Linked DNA regions of Mus musculus: region 1 is linked to region 2. A link is a contact called in public HiChIP or PLAC-seq data. All regions are on one chromosome and are shown on one strand. Each heading gives the region's core, a stretch centred on a gene start, on an enhancer-like site or on the middle of the called end of the contact. The rest is flanking DNA. Distances are from core to core; before and after follow the strand shown. Region 1 has its middle 10 kb from the start of Gm46720. Region 2 has its middle 67 kb from the start of 4930407I02Rik.

What was found. HiChIP or PLAC-seq counts read pairs in DNA pulled down with a chosen protein or histone mark.
Region 1: an H3K4me3 HiChIP or PLAC-seq map of bone marrow-derived macrophages shows a contact between it and region 2, with 8 times the contacts expected there. The contact joins two enhancer-like sites. A contact is called at or near these places in 2 of 484 Hi-C or Micro-C datasets (bone marrow-derived macrophages and cortical neurons) and 2 of 115 datasets of contacts at active chromatin or transcription factors (bone marrow-derived macrophages and large pre-B cells).

What each region holds. Positions count from the first base shown.
Region 1 is chr6:143,749,841-143,752,785 of GRCm38.p6, forward strand. No RefSeq gene overlaps it. Among named protein-coding and RNA genes, the nearest start is that of Gm46720, 10 kb to the right of the region's middle. Within about 2 kb of position 1,606, at least 136 of the 459 cell types and tissues checked have an H3K27ac peak or open chromatin away from gene starts, as enhancers often do. A contact at or near this core is called in bone marrow-derived macrophages, where this site is marked.
Region 2 is chr6:143,326,102-143,328,801 of GRCm38.p6, forward strand. No RefSeq gene overlaps it. Among named protein-coding and RNA genes, the nearest start is that of 4930407I02Rik, 67 kb to the left of the region's middle. Within about 2 kb of position 1,445, at least 43 of the 459 cell types and tissues checked have an H3K27ac peak or open chromatin away from gene starts, as enhancers often do. A contact at or near this core is called in bone marrow-derived macrophages, where this site is marked.

The DNA of each region.
Region 1 (2,945 bases), core at 356-2,855, 420 kb after region 2:
TGAAGTGAGTGGGTAGTGGACTTGCTGATTTTTTTTTAAACCCTGGAAAAACGATTTCCAAGGCAAAGCATAACAATACCTGGCTGGCTTGGAGAGCACTGTCATGTACCATGTGCCATGGTCTTCTGGAGGACTGTCAACATGACACACGCATGGCTAATCTGAGACTAGAGTCTCAATCAGGCATGGTCTAGATAGCATTGGCACCTGTGTGTGCCCGTGGAGGATTTTCTTCATTGTTTTAATTGCAGTGGGAAGACAGTGCACTGAGGGTGGCATCCATCATTCCTTATGCTTGGTTCCTGGAATGTGCAAGAGTGTAGAAAGTGAGCTGAGCAGTTGGATCTCATGCATTCTCTCTCTCTCTCTCCCTCCCTCTCTCTCTCTCTCTCTCTCTCTCTCTCTCTCTCTCTCTCTCTCTCTCTCTCCCTCTCTCTCTCCATCTCCCTCTCTCTCTCTCTCTCTCTCCCTCCCCCTCTCTCTCTCTCCCTCCCTCTCTCTTCCCCCCTCTCTCTCTCTCTCTCTCTTTCTCTCTCTCTCTCTCTCTCTCTCTCTGTTCTTCACTACAGAAATGACTAGTTTTTAAAGTTCATGCCTTAACTTTCCTTTGATGATGGGCTGCTAACATGGAACTGTGGGCTAAAATAAATACCCCTGTAAATTGACTTTTGTCAGGGCAAGGATGACAGCTGGGTCTATGACAAAGAGGCTAACGCAGAAAAGAATTGAGGTTTTTATTACCATGACCCACAGTAGCTTGTGGAGGAAAAAGTTTATTTGATTTACATGTCCTGGTCACAGTCCATTGAGGGAAGACAAGACAAGAGTTCAAAGCACAACTTAGAGGTAGGAACTGAAGCAGAAGCTATGAATACTCATTGGCTAGTGGCTTGATCCTTTTAGTAAATCAGCTTGCTTTATCAGCACAGAAGCAGCTTCTCAAGAGTGGCATTCCCCATAGTGCCCTGCACCCTTACACATCAATCTTTACTCTGAAAAATGCCCCACACACCTACTTGCCTATGGGCCAATCTATGAAGGCATTTCCTTAACTCTTCTCAGATAACTAAACCAAACCAGGACAATGGATGGTGCTTAAGCCTTGGGTTGTACTTCTTCAGTGAGGAGGGCTTCCCACTCTGACTGGAGGACAACATGGCTTCAGCTGAATAATAATAATACAGGAAATGTTGGGTAATTTGGTGCTATAAGACATGACTATATGGACATCTTTCCCGTGCTGTAGGAGAAAGTAGAAGAAGACTGGCTATCATTTTCAAGTAGCAGATCTCAGAGGGAGTTAACTTTGCAGAGCCAAACTTGGGTGTGTTTAAGGCAGCTTGAAATTTGAGGATATTTTACTGTAAAACTCACAGTCCTTAGAAACCTGTTTGCAGACATACAGCACGATCTTAGAGCAGCAATCTTCCTAACACCAACACCTGCTGAGGGGAACAGGAAGCCCAGACAATTAAATCTTCTAGTGCTTGTGGCTTACCATGAAAAACAGACAAAAACTGTTCGATAGTTTCAGAAGCTGTGGACTCAGCGCTGAATGCTGTCCCCACTGCGCATGCTCTCAGAACGGCCGTGTTCTTTCAGTTTCTCTTCTGGGCCCCTCCGAGTGTTTGTGTAAGAAGTAGCTGTTCCTATAAGGGGCATGTAGGCACAAAAGGCTGGTTTGTGTTTCTGCTGTAATCTCTCCACGTTCTCTGGAGAATTTCAAAGCCATGCTTGAGTTTGCGCTGTGCTTTTATCTGCAGTAGTTAGTATTAAACATTAACCTACCCTGGACTTTTAAAGAGAATATCTTTTAAAACTATAGGACATGGGACCCATAGGGAATCCTGCAATCCACATGGAAGTCAGAAAAAAAAAGTGGCCAACTCTTCAAAATTTCTGAATGTATAACAACTAGAATTTAGTTCAAAATCCTGGTGCATCATGATTCTGGGGTATTTTTGGCATAGTGACCTGTGGCATCGGTGACCCCACTGAAGCCCGGATTCTGAACACACAGCAGTGAACTTTGCCCTGTGCATGCTCCCTTGCCAGGCAGTGATGATGAACTCTGCTGAAACACCTTGACTCAGAGTTAAGACTATTGTGTGCTCTGAGTAGCAGTGTTGAATGTACATACAAAGTTTTCCACTCCAGCATAAGCATGACGGTCTAATTATGAAAAAGTGAAGCTCTCGACATGTCCACCTTTTCTAGCTTGTGTGAAATTACTTTATCTTTGGATCGTATTGCATTAAAATGTTTGATTTTTGAATTGTGCTTTGTTTTGCTGGCTTAAGTTATTTCACAATTCATCATATAAATTTTGGCTTGGAGTCCGAATAGGATTTCCACTGATTTCTGAAATGGTCTTGAGCACATTACTGCCATTTTTGTGGTAAGTATTTATGCAAAGTGATATTCTCAGCGTTGATGATTGTGAATATCCAACTATCAAGCAGCCCTGAAGGAGACTGAGGATGCCATGTTTCCTGAAGAGTCATTCAGCCAAGACTTAATAATTTATGTAAAAATTATACAAACATCTCATTAATTTGCAGTTGTGTCTTCTGGACAATTATATGTACATGAAGGAACTGTTTCTAAATATATTTTTATAATGGTATTATCAGAATATATTTTATGTATATACCTATTTTATACACACACACACACATACACTGGGGTCTGTTTTGTGTTGGCCAGCTGCTGTTGGGCATAGAATATGCCCTGGAGCAGAATTGATATAACCAGTGACATATCCCTCTGGAGAAAATGGATTTTCCTTCACCAGCAGATATTAATTGTGAACATCTTCTTGGTTAGGGATGGGACTCTGTGTGTGCTTCTCCTTCTCAGTGCTGGGATTTTGTCTGGTTTGAAACTGTGCAGGTCGCAGGTCTAACATGCTGTGGCAGTCTCTGTGAGTTCATGTGTGCATCAAC
Region 2 (2,700 bases), core at 195-2,694:
TCTGAAAAGCCTCAGAGGGCTAACCTGAGGTCCAGTGGTCTACCCTCTTCAACCCCACTAATCTTAGCATTTCCCCTTTACCATGGGTCTCCCTTTATTGCAGAAAAACAATTACGTTTGAGCTCTCTTTCGATGACTTTCGATGACTCTCTTTCGAGTACCTTCTTTAAGCTTCTGTTTTAACCAGATCCCTACAGATCTGAGAGCCTATATTAGAGAGCCCGAGCAGTGCCACCTGTCCTTACCGTGATGTTAGGTTAAAGAGGGAGAGATGGGCTTGACCATTTTCCGAGTTCTAGAAGATGCTGAATAAGGTCTGCCTCATTCCCAGCAGCAGATGCTATTAAAGCTTTAGATTCTAATCTAATAAAATTTCATCATAGCCCGTTGCTTCTCTTAACCACCCCTAGCAATCAAGCCCACCAGACTTACTATCTGAGGGGAAGAAAAAAAAAGAATATTTAAAATATTGCATAAGTGTTTTCCAATAAATTTTTTAAAACTTGGAAGAGATGGTGTATGGGGGGGGGAGTGGAGGATTCATGTAATTTTATAGGACCTCCGAGGCCTAGCGTTTTTAAGTAATCTTTTTTGATGTTTTTAGACAGACCATTAAGCAGAGGATAAAAGTCCCTGTGTTCAATATCTGGATACATTAAGCATTAGGTTTAAAATTTACAGCTTTCATTTTGACAAGGGAAATGACACATTTGGTCTCACGACTATCTTGAACTCAATTGTGTGGGATTTCCCCCCCCCCCCCCCCCCGCCCCGAACGCGAAGGCAAGCTTGTCAGGCTAAGGGTGCGAGGGTGTGGCCTGTGAACTAAGTCCGAGAGAGGTCCTCCAAGGTAAACTCTGGCGGATCCATCCCTAAGCAATGGTGCACTGTTGAGCTAACTGGTGGTGCTCTCCCCTCACAGGCTGAGGGCCAATGGAACGGCTCGGGAAGAACACGTAACTGAGAAGGGTGGGGCTGGGTGCTCAGACACCAGCAGAAGACTCGTAGTTGCAACGGACCCCAGTGCACTTCCATTTTCATTTTCCCCATGGGACGCCTCAATGGAGCCCCATCCTACGACTTGTTCAATTGTATTTCGGGACCAGGCTGTCAGGGAATTGCTGAATCAAGTCACTGGCCGAGAGAGAAGGCAGAGGGGAGATAGGAAAGCCATGCTGAGTCATAAGAGCAGCAGTTAGATAGGTAGAGGAGTGTGAAGGGCGCACAGTATAATACAATTTGCTGTGACCTCCATGGCAACTTGGGGCAACACAGGGATAAAGAAATGACAGATATACATCCAAAGAAACTGGTTTTGGGTGGGCTGTGCTCCGCGATGGACGGCGACTGCCACGCAACCTGGAAAGTCAGGGAGTTTACTCTCAGTCTCAGGCTGCAGACATCGGGAGGAGGAAGCTGTGGCTGTTCGCTTTTGCACACACGGGTCAATCATTAATAAACACGTATGTTTGGATAAAGGAAGTTTCCCAGTCCTCAGAGCCCCACCCAGGGAAGGCCTTGCTATTCCCATGGATCGGATGCTTTGGGGTCCTTGGCATGGCGGTGTCCATGCCAACAACACAATTCAGTCAGACTACTCTCCATGACAGTTAGTTTTCAAGACTCTTGAGAAAGATAGGATTTCCTTCCCTCCTCCTGACCTTGAGCGTGGAAAGATGGAAGAAACTGCTTTTTTCTTCTCTCTCTCTCTCTCTTTTTGAGTATGGACTTTTATCTCTTAGGGGATGGATGGAGATAAGATGCCTCGATGCTGGCTTTGGAAAGTTGCTATTCCTTCTAGGGGAAAGAACAGGCATAACGTAATATCCAGCGGGAGGTGACTTCCATTTTTAGTGGCCCATGCTGGGAAAGACCAGCTAAGGCCTGCAGGGGGCAGTCATGAGCAATATTGGTCCAGGGATTTGATGATAGGTGTGGGGCGCGAGGGAAGGGGCCACCTCCTTTCTTTCCTTATATTCCTGAAGGTCCAACAGGGCGGGAAGAAGGAAGGGTACTTGCCTGGTCGTTCTAGCTCTTTCACTTTTGCAGCACCGAGGCTGCTAGGACTGACAACCTGAAGGGCCAAAGGGGTTGTGAGGGCTTACAGTTTGAGATTGCTTCAGGCCGTCATGGCAGGGAGAGCTTGGCAGAGCAGCTCAGACTGTGGGTGTAGGAGCTTGTGGTGGAGGCTGTTCACATTACACAACACACCAGGAAGCAGGGAGAAAGGCCAGATTAGGGTCTGGGCTGAGACCTTTCAACGGCTCAACCCTGGGGACCTGCTTCTGTCAACTGGGCTCCACCTCGCAAAGGCTCCACAGGCTCTCGAAATAGCACACCAGCTGGAACAACTGTTCGGAGCATAAGCCTGTAGGAGACATTTCAGATTCAAACCATAACACCTCCCATACGCTCCTCCTTCAGCCCTGCCTAAACCCCTGCGGGGACAGAGCGCATCCACACACCGGCTTCTTCTCTGGCTTCTGCTTGTTCTGGTTTTTGTTTTGCTGCTGGGATGGCAGTAGCTGGGCAGGTGCTGTCTTGATCTTACTTAACGCACTGTTGTAGATTTGTGCTCAGGACTTTTATACCTACCCCTTCTCTTCCCTCTTGCCCCTGCATCCTTTATCTTCCTCCTGTTCGTTGTCAGGTTCACTCCTCTTCATTTAGACACACTTTAAAGAATGGGAGACTCGTGGC